Regions from separate parts of the Mus musculus genome. Here region 1 is linked to region 2. The links are chromatin contacts, called in public Hi-C maps. All regions are on one chromosome and are shown on one strand. Each heading gives the region's core, a stretch centred on a gene start, on an enhancer-like site or on the middle of the called end of the contact. The rest is flanking DNA. Distances are from core to core; before and after follow the strand shown. Region 1 has its middle 59 kb from the start of 1700071K01Rik. Region 2 overlaps Asic2 (acid-sensing (proton-gated) ion channel 2).

The links. A called contact is a pair of places that touch in the nucleus more often than the background predicts.
Region 1: a contact with region 2 is called in a Hi-C map of cortical neurons, with 1.5 times the contacts expected there. The contact joins two enhancer-like sites. A contact is called at or near these places in 3 of 484 Hi-C or Micro-C datasets (cortical neurons and forebrain) and 3 of 115 datasets of contacts at active chromatin or transcription factors (embryonic basal ganglia and embryonic stem cells).

What each region holds. Positions count from the first base shown.
Region 1 is chr11:81,510,869-81,517,247 of GRCm38.p6, reverse strand. It overlaps a transcript of Asic2 not described here. Among named protein-coding and RNA genes, the nearest start is that of 1700071K01Rik, 59 kb to the left of the region's middle. Within about 2 kb of position 4,662, at least 16 of the 459 cell types and tissues checked have an H3K27ac peak or open chromatin away from gene starts, as enhancers often do. A contact at or near this core is called in cortical neurons, where this site is marked.
Region 2 is chr11:80,922,377-80,928,331 of GRCm38.p6, reverse strand. All of the region lies in intron 3 of Asic2 (acid-sensing (proton-gated) ion channel 2), which reads left to right. Gm51909 (a long non-coding RNA gene) reads right to left here. Exons shown (of 3, transcript XR_003949743.1): 1 at 981-5,955. Among named protein-coding and RNA genes, the nearest start is that of Gm51909, 28 kb to the right of the region's middle. Within about 2 kb of position 4,426, at least 12 of the 459 cell types and tissues checked have an H3K27ac peak or open chromatin away from gene starts, as enhancers often do. A contact at or near this core is called in cortical neurons, where this site is marked.

The DNA of each region.
Region 1 (6,379 bases), core at 3,413-5,912, 590 kb before region 2:
GCCTGGGAAGACCTTGGGGATAGGCTTGGACTGTGGCTTCAGAAACAGGAATGTGATGGAATTGAAGCATCTACCATCTTTGGGACAAGGATACAGAAACCATGGGGAAATGAGAACTTGGTGACCGTGAGGACTAAGTCCTGATCCTTTCTCCGGGCACAGACTTTGTGTCATTTGTAGAAATCACGCGTCCCTCTGATCTTTTGTTTCAGAAAAGATTTGGTTTTTACTTACTCACTGTCCTGAGGTTAAGGTATAAGGAGTCCCAGGTTTTTTTCTTTATTTCTGTATACTGTTATATTATGATTATTTCTGTATTCTGATATATTTGTTATATTATAAGCATTGCCTCCTCTTCACTTCCTTTTTCAGATTTATTTTATAGAAAAGAATCCTGTGGCTGGACTTATTTGGGAGAATGTTACAAATATCTCAAGGGCCATTGGTTCCCTCTTGATTGTTCCACTTCTAAAGACAAATGATGAAAACCACAAACGATAATACTCTCTATTCTGAACCCCCAAGTACCATCAAGATTTGAACCACAGAGCTTCATTCCCAGCCTGGCTTGAGAAGCCTATCCCCCTGCATTCTAGATTTTGAGAACTCACTAATATTTTTGTTTCCAGCGTGAGGCCTGAATAGGCCACTTTATACCCAGTTGTTTGCATGGTTGGTAATTTTTGCTCTATTCTATTTGGCAGGAAAATAGGATCAACCATCACGTTAGAGGTCATCATACCAAAACTAGAGGTGACACCTTACAGACCATACTCACACCAGGACAAGATGTACTGATCTGGACAGACAAGAGACACAGCTGTGTGGGAGAACTGTGCAGTTGAGGGAAAGAAAGCCCTTCGAGGGTGTTGAGGCAGACAAGCAGAAGCACGTAACCCAGGGGCAAATTCAAGATTGCAGTGCCAGTTCACAGAAACAGGTGACAGAGATCAGAACAGGTTGATTACAATGACTGCTAGAAGGACCCAGGGGTCAGACACATCCCGGACTATGCAGGAAGAGATGAGTCTAAGTAAGAGTGAGGAGCCATACAGAGCTCTGTGGTTTCTGGAATTAGACACTTGGAGAGTTGGAGGAATTGCAGCAAGTGATGGCTGTGTGCCGGGCATTGTACCAGGTTCCTGGTGTACACCTAGCTCACACTGTGATACTCTAAGATATGGTAATTTATTCTAACCTTATGAGTAAGCCCAAGAGAGGTTTGTAAGGCAGAAGGGCTTTCCCCTGAATGCAAGGTTCACTTGCTACTCGGCTCAGTGCTCTGGTGGGAATGGAAATACCTAGTTATGTAAAAGAGCTGTAAATGGTTTCAGTGGCGTGTATGTGTGTGTGTGTGTGTGTGTGTGTGTGTGTGTGTGAGAGAGAGAGAGAGAGAGAGAGAGAGAGAGAGAGAGACCCTTGAAATGGTTGAGAATGGAAGAAACCAGTCAAAATACTACCCATAGCTTTTTTTTTCTTTCTGTGAACAATTTGGGAGAGATAAATAGAGCAAGGGAATGAGGAGTGAATATAAAGTATATCATATATCCGTATAGAAGTGTTGTAATGAAACAAATTACTTTATAGAATTAGTGGAATAATAGAAAGATGTAAAATAATAATAATTCAACTATGTGCAAAACAAGAAATATTTCTTCTTTCTAAAGCCTGTGTCCAGGTCCCGTCTCCTAGTTGTGACATGATTCTGCCGGATCATGGAGACGTTGACTGCTAGGAAGAGAGATGGCGTGTTTGTCCTTCCAGGATTAGATTTTATTTCTTCCAGGTCCGGAGCAAGTTACTGATGGCAGCTTAGCTCCAGGAAGCCATGCCAAGACAGCCACAGCACCCTGCTTGTCTTTCTTAGCCCAGAAGCTCTGAAGGGAGGAAGGGCTGCTCAGAATTATGTTCCAAAGGAGACAAGCCCAGCTTCACTTCTGCTTACATACATTCTCAGACCTTGCCTGGGGAATTGAAACCTTCCACCCACACCCTCTACTTACTAGACTAAGGATCAACTTCCTTTCTCTGGATAAGAACCTGTTCGTCTAGCACCTGAGATTCCTGAAACGCTTCCCCATGTTAAGGAGACATTTCTGTACCCTAAGCCTTTAACCTTCGACCTTTGCCCATCCTAGATATTCGTACCCCCAGTCTCCCAAATTATATAAGCAGCCTTGAGTCACTCCAAGTAAAGTTGATCTGACTCCCTGCAGCTGATATGATCTTTCACAACAGGTACTCTCAGGGCTTTGAGCCCCACCTCTTTTTCCTCCTCTCTGCTCCCACTGCCCACAGCCTATGATCCCTAAAGGCAAGGAGAGTCACACTCAAGTTCTCTGCAAGGCAATCCAAGTCTTTTCATTGCTGAGGCATTTTTTTTTCTCAGCCTCAATCCACATTGTTTTTAAAATGAGGTCTTTCACTGGGACCTGGGCTTCAACCAGTAAGCTAGTCTATTGACCAATGAATGAGATTCCTCCTATCCCTACCTGATTACAAGTGAGCCATCATGCAAATTTGTTTTTTTTTTCCCATGTGGGTGCTAGGACCTCACACTTGCAAGGCAAATCCTCTACCAGCTGAGCCACCTACCCAGAGCCCTCTACCTCCTAGATCCTAGATCCCTCATCTGTAAAATGGGAAATAATCTTGCCTTCTAGATTTCTTTCTTTTCTCTCTCTGTTTGAAACATATGAAACTATTTTCATGGATTTCCCTGTGAATAGCTGAATACATCTGGAATTCTACCACATGTAGAGGTTCCATTTTTAAATTGTGAAGGGGGTTCCTACCAGTAAGTGGGAGATCTGAATCCTGGCCTCCGCTGGCCAGTTCTGGATTCTATGTACCTCCTTCCATATCACAAGTTCCAAAATTAAGCAAATAGCTCCTGCCTAAAAGACTGGGAAGGTAGCCAAAGCAATCTGCAGTTTTCTTAAACTTCTACAAGCTGCTGAAAGAACAATTCCAAATACCCGAGACAGAAGACCACAGGCAAGCCTGCAGCCAGGTGGCAAGGATCAGGTGTGACTGGCCTGACTTTTCTTCTGTACAGCTGGGGTGCAAACACTCACTGCAGGAGACCGAAGATTCTGCAATTTCGTGGAGGCATTGTTCTCTCGACTGAAGGAAATCACATGATTTCCTTCACATGTGGCAAGCTCCTTACGTTTTTAGGGTGTTATACATTATTTTATGTGGTTATCTCAAACACCATGAAGAGGGGGGGATACAGGAGAGGCACCAGAGTTGGGTAGGGCTGTGCTAAACACCTAAGCAGGAGGTCACCTAAGCAGGAGGTCACACTGCTTAGGTAGTGCTGAAGCAGAACACAGGATTTAGAAAGCCTTTTTTTTCCCCCCTGACTCAAAGCAGGGGAAGAGGCTAGAGAACTTTTCATCTCATTCAATCCTCTGGCTTCCCCCTCTCCAGGAATAATAATAGCAAGGGTCTCATTCACTAAATAAAGCTTAAGGCCTGAAGTCTTTTGCAGTCTAACACCTTCATTCTATACTTGCTGAGCCCCCTGGAACCAAAGGTATTATTTTCCTTTTTCCACTCCAGAAAGGCCACCAAGATAAACCCTTGCCAAGGATATCTGACTAGGAACTGGCAGGGTTGGGATTTAGTTCTTACTTTTAGAGTTTCGGTGTTTGCAGGGCTAGGTATGAAACATGGGTCTTCATATACACCAAGACAGTCACCACGGAGCCCTATCACAAGGCTCCATTCCCAGCCTCTTAGACACCAGCTTCTGACCGCCTTCAGCCTTATCAGTCTATGTTCTAGCTCCCAGCATGTGGTCTTACTCTTCCTAGTCACTGCACGGCATCACTGGAGGCATGCATGGGAGAATTTATGAAGTCATATGTCCTTTCTCCATGGATGGCATTTCCCCTGGCTGCCAAGGGGGCAGTCTCCCTGAGGGCAGGGAGAAGATTCACCAGCCATCAGCATCACACCTTGAATTAGCCCCAGAGCTGACAGATGACTGGCCCCAGATCTCTCTACATGTGTCAGCAAGAAAGGAAGTAGCAGAAAGAAACTTTCAAGCTGTGGTTGACAACATGAGCTCTGGATCTGGGTTGTTCTGGGATCTACTCTACCTCATATGCCCAATTTCATACCAGACAGGAGCCTTTCTGAACCTGCTCACTCCACTGTAAGCTAGAGGAAAGGAGAGGAGCTACCCAAGGGGCTACTAGGAGCTTGACACCCCACCATGACATGACTGCTCCTCAGTGTGTTCACTATGGCTAATGAAACTGTACAGGAGTTTAAAGTGGACCCCAGAGTACTAGACTCTGCTTACATTGCCCAGCCAGCACTCCCAGAAAGACTCCAGCAGGACCACACATCCCTTTCTTCTTTCTTGCCTCACATCAGACCCTGAGAGCATCCTCTGCCTTCCTCCACATTTTTTACTTTCTGATCCTGTTGTTTTAAGACCTAAATACTAGATAGACCCACTACCCCATATTCCAGTTCCTGCTGGAAGCCAGTTGGACCTAGGGTAACAGGAACGTTGGTTGGCAGCTTCCTCATTTCCCAGATGGACAAGCAGATGAGGCCCTTCTATTATGGGATGAGTTAATGAGTCCTGCGCATGCACAACACATATGCACACGTGTGCGTGCACACTGTTCTGGGAATTCTGCCACGCCCTGCCAGAATGATGTGTCCCCATCTGCCTCACAATACCACCGTTCCCAGAACGGTCTGTGCAGGAGAACGGAGGCTGTATCTTCGGACCCACTCTTTTGCCATGCCCCTTTTATTTTTCTAATTCCTGACACGAAGCAGCCCTTTGCAAGAAGGAGCAGAACCAGACCCCAAATATGGACGTGACTATAACTGAAGCATATGGTTTATACTTTCATCTTCCCCTCTGCAGTAGCCTGTGGCTCCTGGAGTCCTAGTTCCATCTTATACCAGTTTGGGCTCTAGAGGAAGGAAAGACAGATGCCTCCCACCCACAATTTCCATGCGAGCTGAGCTGGAAGACCCCTGAGGTTACAATACCACTCTACCCACCCCAGAGGTCTATATGGAGAATACATCTGCTGAAAAGTTACAAGACCTGCTTTTAGGGAACTCTTGGGGTGGGAATTTCACACTCTGCCTGATAATAAATGCTTTCCTTTCTGTTCTCAGTACAAAAAAAAAAAAAAAACTTTAAAATTTTTTTGAAATAATTATAGACTCACAAGAAGTTGCAAAAATTAACAGAGTAGTCCCATATACTTATCACTCAGCTTCTCGAATCATTTTACACAATGTGTTATATTATCAAGAGCAGGAAATTGACATCAGCACAATGCACTTAACTTAACCAATACAATTAACTTGATTATAGACTTTACTCAAATGTCACCCACTCTGTGTATGTGTGTGTGTGTGTGTGTGTGTGTGTGCATACACATGCTCGAAGTTCTATAAAATTTTTATTAGATCTAGAGGGTTTTTAAATTTTTGAGACACTTTCAGATTTATATACAGCTGTTAAAAAAAAAAAAGACAGATCCTGTATGTCTCATTCCCTCTTAGTAATGTCTTTCAAGGTTGTACTGTGACCAAGACATCCCTGCAGGAAGCACACATCACAGCACTGCAGGGGGAGACATTGCATCCCCACAGGAGGCACACACACCACCATCTCCCGGATCCCTGCTCTCTTTTTCAGTAGCTACACCTACGACCCTGCTGTCCACCAACTAGTCACGCAGACTGATTCCTACCGCTTAATTCACTATCTTGAAGCTGTTTAAACTGCACTAGTTGCTGTGCCTATTTTAGAATAATTTATCCTTATCTATAAAAATCTTTCTTGGGTTTTACTAGGAATTGCAGTAATCTCAAAGAAATCAATTAGAGTGAAAAACTGATATGCTTAATCCATCAATCTGTGAACATGGCTACATATCCCCATTTAGTAAGATGTTTGCTTCATTTTTATAAAAATATGTCATTGAAAACATACAGACTCAGTGCATATTTGGACTATAAACACTTCGGGTTTTAGCAACCATAAATAATAATATTTTGTTTTTTTTTTTTATTTCACCTGATGATACTTTTAGTGCTGATTGTATTGATGGGTCTTGCTGTCTTGGTTGGGGTGTGAAGTACCAAAGAGTCTCAGACAGTGTGTCTCTCGTTATAACTCTGAGGATGTTTCCAGAAAATATTACCTTAGGGAGGAACACCCTCCCTGAATGAGAGTAGCACCATCCAGTCGTCTGAGACTCTAGACAGAGGAAAAGTGGCAAAGGAGAGTCTAAACTGTCTTCCTCTGTACCCCAGACTTCTGAGGTGAGTGAACCTGTCACATCCCCCTGGATCCCCAAGGTGTCACAGTGTGCTGCATAACTACAGG
Region 2 (5,955 bases), core at 3,177-5,676:
GTACTGACCAGGCCCGACCCTGTAGCCCAGTTGGTAACATGCTGGCCTAGTATGCTGGGAGCCCAATCCCCACTGTCATATAAACCAAGTGTGGTGGCATATGTCCATAATCCCAGCTTCCAGGAACTAGAGGCAGAAGAATCAGCACTTCAAGGTCATCCTCCGTTGCATTGAGACTTGAAGGCCTGCCTTCAAGTATAAAAAAGAAGGAAGCTGCTAATATTTTGAGAGTCTGGAGGCACCCAATATTTAGGGTCCCATAATGTGTCGGAAGCAACTGGATGTCATTAAATGCCTGTTGCTTGGCCCAGTACACACCCAGCATGCGAGGCTCTCTGACCATAAAGCCCAGCAGATAGCCTTTCAAACGAGCCTCCACAGATGGAGGTGCAGTCATAATTGGAGGGATCCTGATTGATTAAGGGGGAGTGTCAGATCCTTCACTATTCAGGACCAGAGCTCTGAGTTTGGCAGCTGACAGCCACATCTTAGACCCCCTTTGGGGCTGAGTGACCCCTTCACAGGGATCACCTAAGGCTGTTGTAAAACACAGATATTGACACCATGATTCCTAACAGTAGCAAAATTACAGTTATGAAGTAGCAATGAATATAACTTTATGGTTGGAGGTCACTCCAACATGAGGAACTGTATTAAAGGGTCACAGCAATAGGAAGGTTGAGAACCACTAATTAGGCATTATTTGCCTCTGTTTCCCTCCCTTCCCACCTAAAACACAAAGATGGCCATCCACAGAGCCTGCTATCAAAAAGCCAGTTCAAAATCCAGAGACCAAAGTACAAGGTGGCTGGAAACGCCCCCCACACACACACACACACATACACCCACACCCACACACACATACACCACACACACACATACACACATACACACACACACACACATACACACACACACACACACACACACACACACGATCACCATCTTCAGTAGGTGCCTTAGGTGACAGCTGCTGTGACCTTGAGCAGAGGGGAAAGCTGAGAACATTCACGCCCCCTCCATGATGGCAGCTGCCCTGGGACATTTCATTCCTCAACATTATGAAGCTTCAATAAGAAAGAAAAGAAATTAATGTAAGTTTTACTGTCCAAAATGGGCACTTTTTAAAATAGTAATATTCCAAAAGTACATATTCCAATGTTTAATTATTCAACAATATCCAAGAGTACCAAGAGTACCCCCTTGCTGGGTCTTTGAAGAATCTCATTAAGGACTGAGCTAAAAGACAGAATCTTCACTCAAAGCTAACTGACCGCCTGAGCACACAAGTACTTGTTTCTGAAATTTATTTTAACTTTTTATACAATTCTGTGTTGTATGCTGAGCATATCCCCTTACCTCCATAAGTCCCTGCCATACATTGATTTCTTCCTGAAGGGCATCTCTCTCCTCTCCCATTACCTCATCCGTTCCTGCTGTTGTTCACTGGCAGGTAAGCATCATAGCCCAGGCCGCCTATCCCTGAGCCCCTGGCACTAGGCTAAGGCGTCATCAAGTTCTCTGGCACCGGCCATTGTAAAGGGCTCTCTGATACCTCCGGCATGGCTAGAGTCTGGGTACCAGGCATGTGAACTGTGTCAATATGCCCATTCTGCAAAGGAGACTTAAACCAGAAAAGGGTTACCTTCTCCACCCCTACCCCAAACAGTCACCACACAGCATCCAGGCTGCCACAGTAAACGACAGCCCTTTTCCTTCAGTTCCTTTCTAAGTTCCATGGTTGGTGTCTGCCTGTATTTTCTAATATAGCATAAATCTATCTCAGAGGTGTGGCCCTCATTGTGTGACTACCTGTGCCTATAACAGTGACTCAAGGGGTGATTACCTAGATCTTTAAAAAAAAAAAAAAAGACTGTAACAGTGTAACAGTATGCCAAAAACCAAAGCCTAGCCCTGCCTCTGCAGCCAGCTGTGTGACCAGAGACACATGGCTCAGCCTTGTGAACCTCACTTTTCCCGTCTTCCTGGTAGCATGGTCTAGATGCATGGCTCTCAGCCTAGTTATGGGAGTCAAGCCCTTTAAGACCTTTTGCAAACCCCTAATCCTGGAGTTCTGGTTAAAAAAAAAAAAAAAAAAGACTAGTTTCCCATCTCTGGGGTGAGCACAGTGCCTGCCGTGTCTAAAAATGTCTCCAGGTGATTCTGATGCAGCCTGGGCTGAGCACAGGGCCTTGGGTGATCCAGCACTGCTCTGCAATTAACTTCACCATTTATCACGGAGGAAACGAGAGATAGGGAAGCCAAAGTTAGTGCTGTACTTTGGACTCTAGGGAAGAAAGGCCAAGGGCAGAAAGGCCTGGAGTGCCACCTGGGAATCAATTTAACTTATGAATTTCCTGAATAGAAAGGGAAAGATGTACTGAATAGAAAATCAGATACCTAACAGGCCAAAAGCCCAGGCTGGAGGTTTCTTGGTAGAAATATACTTCTAGGGGATACTAGATCCCTCCCCATGGGTTCAGCCTGCTATGGAAAATGAGACTGAGTCTAAAGGGGTCCACAGGAGTCTACAGCTTGCAAAGAATCCTCCCTCCTCCACCGGGAGACTGATACCAGCTCCAGCACATTCCCTCAGAAATAAAACGACATCATGTGTCAGTTCAGCTTCCTGCCATCCCAGCAGTCACAGAGCAAGAAGACCGTGGGGGCCTAGCAAAGACTCTAGTGCGTCCACCTGGTTTAATTTCTCCAAGGGATGGCCTCTCGACACTGGGGGAGAATTTCTTTCTCAGTACTATGCATAGTGTCTTAAATTGTTTAGCATCCTGAGTTTGATGGACTATGATGTTAACTTCGGTCCCTCTCAAACGTTTTAATGTTTCCCATTATTCTGCAATTCTGTAGCCATCTATCCAGATAGTCTTTATCTTCAAAGGAAACATCCCAGGGTCCACTGCCAGATTTTAGCACTCCTGTGACATTTTGTTTCATCTGTGGATCAGTACCATCAACACACCAACAATGAGTAAAGTACTCTTCAAAAATAGTAAAGTACTTCAAGAAATGTTCTGATAAATGTTACAACATCCCCCCTCCACCCAACACACTCACATACACACCCATACACAAGATCTATTTGCCACAAACACTCAGCCTAAGAGAGCCTTGCTCATCATAAGTAAGAATTCCTGTGGGACTCCATTGCATCTCCTGTTTGATTCACTGAGCATTTGGCTTATTTCCGGTGCAGATGGGAAGAAACCCATGTGAGGATATAGGCACCTAAGAGCCATAGGTGATGTTGGAGGATAATGGGAGAGGCTTCTATCTCACTAATGGTATAATCATGACTGACCCTCTAGGACTCTTCTATCCCTCTTAATGGCATGTGACACCTGCCACCTCTATTCTACTCCTTTCTTCCCTGGGCCTCACCCTAAGGACCCCATTGACTTCTCTGAGCCTCTTCCAAGCACTGACCACTTCATCTGATACCTGATCTAGTCCTGGCTGCTTATCACTACCCCCCCCCCAGCCTCAAACCTGCTCCTGCATTCCCCATCTCCCCTTCATATCCTGTGTGCATCCCCAGCAGAACCTCATGGTCCACCATCCACCCATCCATCAGTTCACCCATCCATCCATTCACCTAAGCACCCACCATCAACAGCTTGACCAGTAGTTACCATGTTCCTGCAGGAGAACTCATGGGTGCTTACCATATAACTTCCCTCGTAGGCACTCAGGCAGAATACAGCAGGCAAATAGTGTGGGGCCTGACTTTTATAAGACCCCGTGGTAAGGCTAGACTAGGAAAAGTTTAACCTTGTCTGTTTAACCTTGTCTTCAAGGATAGATGTTCATCTGTGTGTGTGTGTGTGTGTGTGTGTGACAGACAGACAGACAGACAGACATGTACATGTACATGTGTTCGTGCACCACCGTGTGCACAAAGGCCAGAGGAGGAAGGTCTTCCAGCACCATATGCAACCACGCAGATCTCACCATTTGAGACCTGTTAAACCTAGGAGTGGAACTCCACTGTGTGAACTGACTTGCCCCACCACTACCACCACCACCACAGAGAGAAACAAACTACTTCAGTCTCACCCCTCAGAGAAGCATGCGGTGCAGCTTCAGCCAGGGACCGAAATGAGTTGGGTCAAAGAGCCAAAGCTTGTCCCAGGCATGTGGCCAGTGCTGATGGAGCTCCCATACCTAATCACAGGCTGCCATGCAATGTGTCCCTCGCCTGCCTGACACCCACCCTGAAGTAGGAGGCTCGGGTAAGGAGCAGAGATGACAGTACCAGCTGGCCGATGTCCTTTCCTCCTGGGTCAAGGCATAATTGGCCATACCTATTTCTCATCGGGATGAATCAAAGAGGGCATCTTACCCCAGCCAACTGACTCAAGTCTAAATAAGGAAGCTGCGTTTGCTGGATAAATGAGTCACGAATGCCTTCGACGCCGCACTCACTAAACCTGCACCATAAGCTTTTCCAGAATGATAAATTCTCTCCGGCATCAGGCGGTGCTGCGAGGCGCGTGCGTCCCCCCAGACACTCGCCTGACGAATTGAAGCTCGCAGACACAGCTCAGGAAAACTCTGAGTATTGATCTCCCTCACGTGACCATGATAAAAAAAAATCACAGAATCCTGAAATGCTGAACTGGGAAAGCCTACAGAGACCATTTTTACTCACGGAGAAACTGGGACCCACGGAGGGAAAGTTGCCTTGGTAACTGGCTTGGCAGTAACAGGGCCTGCAGGTTTTATCAGTTGAGACACAGCCTTAGGCCAACTCTGAGAAAAAAACTCCCCACCACCACCACCCCCTGCCTCCCTTCTCAAAATCTGGAGGTATGCATGTGAGCCAATAAGTATGATGTAACAGGTGGGGTAAAGCTCAGGCCTGGAAAGGAGCCAAAGACAGGAGATGTGGACCCAGCACGGTCCTGATAGAGGAGCACCAGCAGACCCAGACCCTGGGCAGGTGGATGCAGACCAACAGGCAGGAAGGACAATTTAGTCAGAGAGCTAAAGACTGACGTTAGAAAAGTCCTAAGACCATTAGGGAGAGGAGGGAAGACAGTAAAGACAAGAGCACAGACCCTGGCGGCCTCCTGAAGAAACGGAGCTTGGGTTTTACTGATGAGAGGACATGACCTGGCCTGCGCTGTAGAAAGGTGAAGTTGGCTTAGCAGGGAAAGGCACTTGCTGGCCAAACCTGACCACCGACCACCAGAATTTGGTCCCAGTATCCACGTGGTAGGAGAAAAGTTGTCCTCTGGCCTTCACACGTGAGTCACTGTGCCTGTGTGTGCATGCATACACAAATAAACAGATACATTGTTGTTGTTGTTGTTGTTATTTTTTAAGTTGTTTTGAAACATAGGGTTGCGAGAGTGTGGGCACAGAGGAGGAAGAGGCAGGACGCTGTTGCAGTAATGTGAGAGAGGCATGGCAGTCTCAAGGTGTGGAGAACAGGGGACATCCGTGTGGCTTGGGGAGAGGAGCTCTGTAGGACATATACATTCGGTGGGGGAGAGAGAGAGAAGAGGGGAGGGAATCCTGTGAAGAGGCATGCTTCCCTTCTAACTCCTAACATGAACACTTTATCAGGCCTAAAAATTAAGACCCCATGTCTCCACTGTTCTTCAAATTATACTCTGGACTTCCACGCAACTATCAAAAAGACATTTCGATATACTATCTGGTTAGTAAATTCCCTCTTGCTAGCCCCTACTTGGCATGTCCTTCAGTTGGAAAATCTGAGTTCATTTCAAGCACCACCTGTTTAGGCAGGGAGGCTAACTTCCATAATGACCAGCCCTTCTGTCTGAAAAACAGCCCAATAAAGGTTTATCCTCCCCCCGACTATAAGAGGCAGTGTTCCATGAAGTCATTCAGGGACCCGGGATCCTCCCATGTTGTGGCTCTGCTCTCCCCCAGGTTTTAGCTTTGTCTCCTTTCTGCGGTCAGAAGGAAAAA